Linked DNA regions of Mus musculus: all the other regions are linked to region 2. Evidence: chromatin contacts called from public promoter capture Hi-C data. All regions are on one chromosome and are shown on one strand. The core of a region is the stretch at or near the end of the contact, and the rest is flanking DNA. Distances in the headings are between cores, read along the strand shown. Region 1 holds the start of Chek1 (checkpoint kinase 1). Region 2 holds the start of 4933422A05Rik (RIKEN cDNA 4933422A05 gene). Region 3 holds the start of Slc37a2 (solute carrier family 37 (glycerol-3-phosphate transporter), member 2).

Region 1 (3,125 bases), core at 143-2,642, 1.4 Mb after region 2:
AGGCTACAGTGTACAAGTTCAAGGCCAACCTAGGCAATTTAACAAGATTTTGATCTGAACAAAAACAAATGTAAGAAGAAATTTGGTGTTTTACAGGCCTAGAAATGTAGCTCATGGCAGAGCATAAGCCCAGCATGAGTGATGCACTAGGTTCAATGTCTACCATCACAAAAGAGGAGGAACAGGTGTGGATGTGCTTCACTCACTCAGAGCCTTGATGTACAAATGCGAATATCCATGCTCTTTGCCACTTGAAATAAAGGACTTTTTTTAAAGTGTGTACTCAGACAACAGGTGGAAAACTAAAGCAAACAAACAGGTAATATTTAAATTAGGAAGACCATGGTAATGGCCAGGCAGGTTAAGCCTCTTGCTGTCAGGCCTAATGATCCCTCCAAACCTTCAACAGAACCAGCTCCTGCAAGTTGTCTTCTGACCTCCACAGGTGCACGCACCATAGCACGACAGACAGACAGACAGACAGACAGACACACACTGCAATAAAAAATTAAAATGAGGACTCAAACTTACTCTCCATAGGCACCTTCTCCCAAAGTTTGCACCAAATCCCAGTCTTCCACAAAAGGCACTGCCATGACTCCAAGCACAGCGACTGTAAAATGCAGGATCCCAGAAAATACTGGGGATGAGTGTAAACTCTCATCACCTGTAATGCCACTGAGCCATGTCTCCTGCTATGATTCCGCACGACTTTCTTTTCATCTTACATCTGAACCATATTTACCCACGTCATAATACTGAACTTGAACATTTTGTCCTGTTTATCACAAATCCTGTTTCCACGTTTGTCCTCCGTCCGCCTTTATGCAAAACTGAGCACTTGCTTGGCTCCAGGGTTGCAAGACAAGAGCTTTCGGGTGAATGATCCGGAAAGGGAGTTGCGGGCAGGTCAGGGTGCGGGGGTGGGGAGCAGCTGGGTGTAACTACGGTAATTACTGCCAGAGCAGCCCCTCCTCCCACCCGCTCACTTCCAATTCCCACCCCAACGGCACGTGTCCCCAGCACCGGGAGGGAACAGGGCGGGGCCAAGCCGCGGAGAGAAGCGGGAGGCAGGGACCCCTAGAGCCGGGAAAGCATGCGAACCCCGGAGCCTTACAATCGCTCTGGTCCCTTTATGCTGGAGAGCCACGGGCCACCCGCTCCAGCCCGGGCTCCGGGCGGCCCTCCCACCTCTCTGCTAGTCTGGACCACTCCCTCCCCGCGCCCGTCCACACTAAACAAGCCCTCTGGGTCCTTTGCTGGAGTTCTTTCCCACTGTTCAGGACGCCCTTCTCACCAAGCAGTCCTTTGCCAGCTGCCACAGGAATCCAAATGCACAGCTTTTCCCGCCAAAACCTGCTTGCGTCATGCTGTCGCAAAAGCGCACACCTCTGCCGTAAAGCGGGCCGGCGCGCGTTGTCCTATCCCAGGCTCTGCAGAGGAGCGACTTCAGTAGACCGACCGCGCAAGGACCCTTCCTTCTAATACTGGCTGAAATTCTGATGTGGCCGTAGTTAAGACACAAGCTGACCAGATTTGGTATTGACGACTGCTTTGGTGAGAACTGATCTCTGAGTCCGAATGAAATGGAAATGGCACGGGGCGTGTGCCACGCCTTACGTTGCTCCACAGAGGCACCGAAGCCTCCATCCAGACTGCGCCACCAGTTGGGCCAAGAACCCAGGTTCCCTGCCACTCAGAGCCTGCAAAGGCTGCACCGTTAAGTACGTAAACCGACCTGCTCTTGACCTCGGAGCCCCAGGGAGGAAGGCTCAAACTAAGCGACACAGAGTGCTCTGTAAACTCAATTGTGCCCCCCTTAGTATTCGAATTGAGAAGCTAGCAACTGCTGCTGGAATTCTGAAAAAAAAAAAAAAAAAAAACGAAGGAAAGCAAGTGTGGTGGTGCATGCTTGTAGACCTAGAACTTGGGAAGCGTAAGCAAGAAGATCTTGAGTTCAAGGCAATCCGAGTTATACAGGGTTAGTCTTACCAAAAAAAAAAAAAAAAAAACGAAGGGGAAAAAAAACCACATCGCCGCGGATGTGTGAGGGGAAAGTGCAGTGAGAGTCACCAATATTGCCTGAACAGGAGGCTCCAGAACCAGTTAAATCTTTTTTTTTTTTTTGGGGGGGGGGGGACACACGACTATTTGCCTGTACTAGCTTTCTTAAACAAGCACGGTGGCCCACCACACTATAGAGATAAAGCAGGAGATACCCAACCAAGATGCTCGCTTTCAAGAAAAAACAAACAGCAAAGTAGACTTAATGGTGACTCATCTATAACCTCAGTCTAGGGAGGTTGAGCCAGGGAAAGTGATTCAGGTTGGTCAGCCTGAGCCAAGGGTGTGTGAGTGTGTGTGATCTTATCTAAAAAAAAAAAAGGAGGTGGGTTGGGGAGCACAATCAATATTCCTTAACTAGGCTAGACTTATGGCATAATGGTAGAATGCCTGCCAAGCATACAAAAGTCTCATAATAGAGAAATGTCAATTCTAAGAAAAGGGACTTGGATACAAAAAATAAGGAAACAATGAAACCATGTGCTGGCTAGTCAAGTGCATTGCCTCTGAGCTACATCTCCAACTCCATGAAATCTAACCTGGAAATGTTTAAACTTAAACCATGTTATCAGTTTAGGGTTCGTGTAATTAAAAACAAGCTATTAGATTATTTCCATTTCTTTGTGATTTCCTGTGTATATTCTGAAATCTACAAGAGGTTGATTTAGTCTTTTTTTTTTTTTTTTTTTTTTGGTTTTTTGAGACAGGGTTTCTCTGTGTAGCCCTGGCTGTCCTGGAACTCACTCTGTAGACCGGCTGGCCTCGAACTCAGAAATTCACCTGCCTCTGCCTCCCAAGTGCTCTTAAATGGAATCTAGGTTCCTCTAGTCTTAAATGGAATCAATGTCTTATTTCCTGGAAAAGACACAGTATCAGAGTTCTGACTTGGAGAAGAGTGTGTATATGTGTGTGTGTGTGTGTGTGTGTGTGTGTGTGTGTTTATGTGTTTGTGTGTACACCTATACCAACAACAGGGAGGTGAATGTAGGAAGACCAGTTCAGGTTCACATTGGTTATATAGAAAGCTCAAAGATAACCTGGAATAAATTAAATACTGTCTC
Region 2 (3,310 bases), core at 748-3,247:
TGCTTCTATCCAAAATAAGAGTCGCTATGATGTTTTTAGTATTTATGGAGGCAGTACATATTTATGGCTACCTGCATAGCAACTGTCAGGATAGTCCCATTGGAGATCCCTGAAGTGGCAGCTAGAAGTTTCTCAACATAAGCTCCAGTTCTTGCCCCTTGCTTAGGGATGAAAGGGCTCAAACCATAATAAGCTAAGATGATCTTTATTGGAGACAGCCTGGCATCATCTCCTTTGGCTGGCAATCTGAATAAATCTTTCTTGCCCCTGTCTTCAGCTCATTAGACACGTTTCCTATCGGCAAAGAGGAAAAGGTTTAGCAACACTTGATCATCTAAAATCATGGTGTCTGAGTTTGGCAGCAGGCTACACACGTTGTTTGTTTGCCATTATCTGTGCTTCTCAAGATACAGGGACAAGCTTTGCACAGTGTCAGTATGGTAGCCAATGAGGGTTATCCGAGGCTCGATTGATTCAAATTGAAAGACACAGGGACAAGAATTTGACACCTAGAAAATACCACTAATTGGCTTTGATTCAGAAACCCAAATGGCCAATGGGGTGGGCCATGACCTGGTAGGTGCTTGGAGAACTCTCAGGCACTGCTACCTCCCAGGAGCCAGGCAGCAGCCCAAAGGCCAGCCTGGATGTAGGGCATACCAAGGCTGTGCCTATCTTCTAGAGAGAACTGGACTTCCCTGTTGGAGCTTCTCTTCACAGCAGTGTTTGAGGCAGGGAAAACAACGAAGTCCCTTTTCTGTGTTCTCTTATACCTTAGAAAGGGTTTAAATATTTATCAGATCCTTGCTGGGTTGGCCTGCTTAAGCAGTGGGTCTTGCTGTATAAGGTGACATCTGTAATTGTCACAGATACAGTAAGAGGATCTGTTAGCATGGTTTGAGAAACTGGAGGAACCTGTGCCATGCCTAACATGAACTTCACCGGGTTAGAATGTTGATCAACAGCAGTTACATCATGTAACTAGTGTGTGAAGATGGTGTCCCCCTCTTTTCTTCCCCCTTAAAGTCATACATGCACATAATTTAAAAATGAGAACTTGTGATGGGAAATGCCAAAAAGCTGCCCAAGTACAGCTTTGTTGTTAGCCTTCTATGAGATATGTATCTGTGCCTCTGAGAAGTACTGCAGAGTCTGGAGGGGCAGGTGGCTCACCCGAAGCCCACTCTGAGAGCAGTAACTTGCCTCTTGGGTATGTGGGATTTTTTTCAGCCTGGGAATGTTCTACCTAAGCCCACAAATCCATTTTCAGCCTTCAAACTACATGTGTCTTTACATCTGATAACTGGGTCTCCTGCTCAGGGCTTCAAGAGCTCCTTCTATGCCTTCTCATTTGATTGACATCCAGGCTTTTAGAAGGGTTCTGGGCAGACACCCTGCTGAGCTCCACTTTCACCTGCAGATCCAGGTGAGCTTGGCACCCTCCTCCTGTGTGCTGATGACAGTTGGTCTTTTTCCTTGGTTTCTCTGAGCTCTAGATCCCCATGTGTCTCTGCCATGGGCATGATGCTCTTGAAGCTCCGCTATAGCTCTCTCACATCATGTGTTATGTATGCCAGGAAACATTTGTGAACCCCCGAAAGATCACCAAGGAGCTGAATCCAATGCAGTTGCATTAGCGTCTCCTTATTCAAGCTGGAGCTTGGGCTCCCAGGCATCCCTTGCACAGTAGGAAGGTGGAGCCCTGAGCCTAGTTTTAGGCAAGCATGATAGAAGCAAGAAGGGACTATCTGACTGGGGAGCCATTATAACCTTTAACATAATTGGCTGGTACTGGGAACCAAATCATAAACTTAACTTCTGTTTTCTTCCTGTTTGGTGGTTGCTAAGAAGTGAGGTGTTTGTTAGGGGCAGGCTTTTAATCTGGAGAAACAGATTTGTTGGGGAATAACTTGGAAACTGGTACTAGGCACAGGTCTTGTGGAAGGGGGTGGGGGTGGGGTTGGAATCTGGTAACCTGGAAACTGGTGCTAGGTGCCAGTTGGTTAATAACTCACGTTCAACCTTAGGTTAGGTTTTCTAAGATGGAGTCTGAACCCAAACGATTTGGTCTCTCACATGCAGACTGGAATTGAACCTAGGTCATGTAGAAGGACAGCTAATGCTCTTAACCCTTGGGTATCTTTCCAGCACCCTATTTTTTTTTTTTTTTTTGAGGAACATCCATGTTGATTTGATTTCCACTCTGAATGCACTAATATATATTCTCACCAGCAATGATTATAGATGGTAGTGAGCCACCCTATGGTTTCTGGGAATTGAACTCAGGACCTCTGGAACAACAATCAGTACTCTTAATCACCGAGCCATCTCTTCAGCCCTGCTTTCCCCCTTTTCATCTTTTTTTTTTTTTTTTTTTTGTAGGAACCATCTTTTATTGGGGGAGGGCTCATCAATTCTTCTTGGCCGCCAACTTCCTCATGGCTGCCAGCACGTTGCTCAGCTCCTCCCGCTTTCTCTTGGCGCGGATGTGCGTGCCCACTCTCTTCTTGATGAACTTGAGTGCGCGCTTGTCCTTGGACACTTTGAGCAACTCCATGGCTCGCCGCTTGTAGGGCGCGAAGCCGCACACCTCCCGGATCATGTCCTGCACGAACTTGGTGTGTATGGTGGGGCGCCCACGTCGCCGGCTGTGTCTCGGCTTACTGACATTTTTTGTCACCTTGTGGCCCTTGTTGAGGCCCACGGCCATGGGGTAGCACAGAGCCATGGCTGCTGCTCTCCGATGGCGGCCGGGACAGGAAGCTTCATCCTTTCTTTTATTTTACAATATTTTAAATTTATTCATTTCATACATGAATGTAAGATATTTTGATCATGTTCTCCCAGCATCCCCTTCTTTTATTTACTTCTCACTCCCAACAGTTCTGTCTTTCCACTCTCATATCCTTTTTTCTTACTCTTCTCTCATATATAACATCTCAGCCATAGTTTCCCCTTCCTCTTCTCCTCCCAGTCCCTCCATCCCACCTCCCTTCTCCTTCAGATCCACCACTCCTAGAAAGCATCAGATTGTCTTCCAAGCAGCAAGGATGAGGGTCTCAAAGCCCACCCCTACACTTCCTCCAACAAGGCCATGCCTAATAGTGGCTGCCACTCCCTGGGCCAAGCATCTTCAAACCACCACACCTTGTAATATGAAGGTGTTCCTGTGTGGATGAGTTTATTTTGTCAACTCTTCTTTTTCTCAGCAACTACTAACTAACACAAACCATAGATACTTGTCCTTAAAGCTTTGAGACTGTCTACCATCAGCACTTGTAAGTCTCCCAGACCTTTTGAGCTCATTTCC
Region 3 (3,332 bases), core at 319-2,818, 2.0 Mb after region 2:
CATCGCTACCATCCACATCCACCTTACGGCAACTCTCCCCTCCCCTTGAATTCTCTTTCTACCCAATTATGACATCTTCTAGCTCCTTCATTATGAGGGCAGTACACGCTCTCACTCTCGTGTTCATCTCCTTTTGAGAGACATTTTCTCTCTTTCTGAAAACATAAAACTGTTTAATAGTTCCAAATGTAGAAAGGACCACATAAACCATCTAAAGAATGTTTTAGATGATTATTAGCCTGAGAGACCTTGAAACAAAATGACTTATTTTAAAACCAGGCCAAATTGATGACTAAGTATCTGCCCAATCTGACCCTTAGTTTAGTTTGAGAATTTAGATTTGAGATTGCTGTGTCATCTGTTTTGTTTTTGTTTTGTTTTTTTTAGAAGCCAGCAACTGGCTATTTTGTTAAGTTTTATAGTTTATAAATGACGGTAACTAACAAAATGTTTTAACACTCTTCCTTCCCCACCTCTTGCAGACCAAGTACACTGCTCCAAAAGCTCAATGGAGATTGGCTAAAACCTCTTCTCCCAGCACAAGGGTGACCTTGTGGTCCTGGGAGCAGCTGCTGTCAATGCCAGCTCATGCTTTTAAGGGTGACCACCCAGTGTTGGAGCAGCTGCAGCTCTGATCCCAGAGATCTTGCCCTAGCTAGGTATCCCTGAGACTGGAAGGGTCAGACAGGCTTAATAGAACCAGTGATTTCTGGCTTGTTAACTAATCTAATCAATAGGGGCCTTAAGCTCTCTGGCTCCATTTATATTCTACCAGTTCTTGGCCTGGGTTCCTCAAAGGCAAATCCGGATCCTCCAAATACACAGATAAGACTTGGAGGCACTCCACAGGTACCCGCTTGTGCGCTTGTGTTTGCAGATACGGGGTGGCAAACCAAAAAGGATGAAGACTCCTAGGCACCCTGTTTGTTCTTCACCGGGGTTAGACAGAAGTCTGGGCTAATGTGGAATTAATAGTTCTGTGTTACTAAACTTCCACGCCTGCGCCACCGAAGGAGCCCTGCCAGATAGAACTAGAACCCCATCCCCCACTCCAGGGACAAGCAGAAACATCCGCCGCCCGAGCAAGTCTCTGCGCGTCTTGGCAGCCTCCCTCCCCAGCCCTGCTCACCAGCTGTCCCTAGAGAAGGCGCGAAGGAACCAGACACCAGGAGCCAGGGAGGACCGCATCTTGAGGCGCCGGCACTCGAAGCTGAGACTATGGAGGGTGCAGAGCCGGCGCGCGTCCCGGCCAGCGGCGGCAGCGATTTAAATGCCCCGCCGACTGGCCCGCCCCAGGCAGGCCCATGGCCAGAGCCTCCGCCCCTTGAACATGACCGGCCTGCCCTCTAGGTCGCGCCGAGTGCAAGTCCTAGCTATCCCTCTGTGCTCACTAGCCACTGTTTTCTATGTACTGCCATCTGTTTTCTCGAACTTTCTCTCCTAGTCAGAAACCAGCAGTCTTGAGTTTCCTGGGGCTCCTCTTTCTTGTCTGGGCTTTTCCATTTCACTACCCACGAGGGGATGGGGAACTGAAAACAGCAGTCCTACAAGTCATCAACTCTGTGTGACGTTGGGTTTCCTGCAGTGCTACCTGTCTTGAGCAGTTCTGTGCCCTGACACAAAGCAAATCCGGTGCTCTGTGTAAGTGAACGCAGTGGGACCACCGCGCTGACTCATGATCTGCGGGCTCTCTTTGGGAGCCCTGGAAGTGTCTCAGGGAGGAAAATGATCCCCAAACCCACCTCTCAGGTTCTGGTTCTGCTTGCTCAGACGAATCTGAGTTCACTGAGTCTGCTGGAGCTTTCCTAAAGCTCCACTAGCCAGTAACTAACTATGTTGCCAATACTCCAATCTCCACTTTCCAGGCACGCAGCCAGGTGGCAGTGAAGAGCTACAAGGGTCTTCCGTGCTCATAAAAATGACTGCCTCTAGCTTAAAGATTCAGAGTAAATTTCCACCTATAAAAAGAAGCTGCGACGAGATTCTTGTGTACGAAACCAAGGGCAAAATACTGAGGGTGGAAAGGGAAAGTATTCGCCTCAAAAGTAAACTTTTTAATAGTACATAAAATAGGAATGGGTTTAGCCCTTACCCCACCCACTCCTAACTCTTAGGAGTGTCCAGTATTCAGAGCAAGGTCAAGGAGGTGCAGTAACAACTCCACCAAACAGTGGACTCAGGATAATGGGCTTGGCTTGTCAGCCCTGGTATCAAGCAGAAAAAGGGTAAGCAGAGTTATAAAACCCTTGGATAATACCAGCAGTTGGGAGTATGGGTCTAGTGCCAGAAATAAAGGCAACAAGTCAAGGGCAGGGGTAAAGGATTAGAGGAAGGAGAAGGCAATAGGCAGGAGGCACAAATGCCATGTCGTGTAAAATGCTGGAAACCAAGAGTATCATGTAGTACAATTCAGTGAAATCCCTAAGTACAGGGTCTAGGGAGATGGCTCAGTAAGAGCACTTCCTGTGCAAGCATGAGAACCGGAGTTTGAATCTCCAGCATGCACATAAAAAAGCAGGCATGGCTGCCCAGGCCACTGACCTCAGCACTAGGAGAGGAAGACAAGTAGAGCTTGAAAGCCTCACTGGCCAGCCAGCCAGCCCCCCAAACCGAGTGTCTGTTATTCAGTAAGAAACCCTGTTGTAAGACAATAATGGAGAATGACAGAAGACACTCAGGGTCCTATTCTGGCCATCATATGTGCATACACAGGCAAATGTACCAAATAAAATAGACATACATACACACACTAAATAAATAAACTCCACATCCCTTTTTTACCATTTAGTGAAGTGGGGCATACATGGGTATCAAAATAGGTAACATGACTTTAAGCTCTCATCTGCCCTGGGCACTTCAAACCCAGGTGGCAAACACTCCTGATTAAACAGAAGACACACAGAGTGAGCTGGCATCCTCAGAATGGCAGCTACTGATTTCTAGAGGACTAAGAGAAGGATCTGGTTGCCATACAAATGAACCAAGGAAGCTGCAGCCATGCGAGGTTATTCAGTAAGTAGACATCAGTGGAAGAATGGAGAGACTATTGCCAGCGCTTCTGTGGTGCTAGCTAGACTTCAGCAGTGGAAGACAGCTGTCTCTCCACTTGAAAGATAGTCACACTGTTTGTTTCACATGCTTTTCTAGAGGTGTGCTGGTATCTTCCATAGTTGCATCTGCTGAGTGCTGGAACTGTACGGTGCTCATAAGCTCTTACTCTAAGTGCTCTGAGGCTGTAAGAGTATGTATGCCCCATTATGTGCCAACAAGTACTAAGGAGCAGAGCTCAAACAGTCTTTGCTGCCTATGGATTCGAGCCATGACTCCCTGTC

Evidence for each region. Capture Hi-C pulls out chosen DNA fragments and counts their contacts.
Region 1: a promoter capture Hi-C map of liver shows a contact between it and region 2, with 5 times the contacts expected there. The contact joins the promoter of Chek1 here to the promoter of 4933422A05Rik in region 2. A contact is called at or near these places in 5 of 39 promoter capture datasets (cranial neural crest, frontonasal cranial neural crest, hippocampal neurons and 2 more), 13 of 484 Hi-C or Micro-C datasets (the Ba/F3 cell line, CD4 T cells, CD8 T cells and 8 more), 7 of 115 datasets of contacts at active chromatin or transcription factors (the 230-238 cell line, astrocytes, differentiating embryonic stem cells and 3 more) and 3 of 9 other capture datasets (adipose tissue, liver and macrophages).
Region 3: a promoter capture Hi-C map of liver shows a contact between it and region 2, with 3 times the contacts expected there. The contact joins the promoter of Slc37a2 here to the promoter of 4933422A05Rik in region 2. A contact is called at or near these places in 2 of 39 promoter capture datasets (cranial neural crest and pre-B cells), 1 of 115 datasets of contacts at active chromatin or transcription factors (astrocytes) and 1 of 9 other capture datasets (liver).

Annotation. Positions count from the first base shown.
Region 1 is chr9:36,725,266-36,728,390 of GRCm38.p6, forward strand. Chek1 (checkpoint kinase 1) reads right to left here and starts at 1,393. Exons shown (of 13, transcript NM_007691.5): 1 at 1,298-1,393; 2 at 532-613. The coding sequence starts at 596.
Region 2 is chr9:35,279,108-35,282,417 of GRCm38.p6, forward strand. 4933422A05Rik (RIKEN cDNA 4933422A05 gene) reads left to right here and starts at 1,998. Exons shown (of 5, transcript NR_040715.1): 1 at 1,998-2,099. It also overlaps the pseudogene Gm5614.
Region 3 is chr9:37,254,170-37,257,501 of GRCm38.p6, forward strand. Slc37a2 (solute carrier family 37 (glycerol-3-phosphate transporter), member 2) reads right to left here and starts at 1,569. Exons shown (of 19, transcript NM_001145960.1): 1 at 1,130-1,569. The coding sequence starts at 1,188.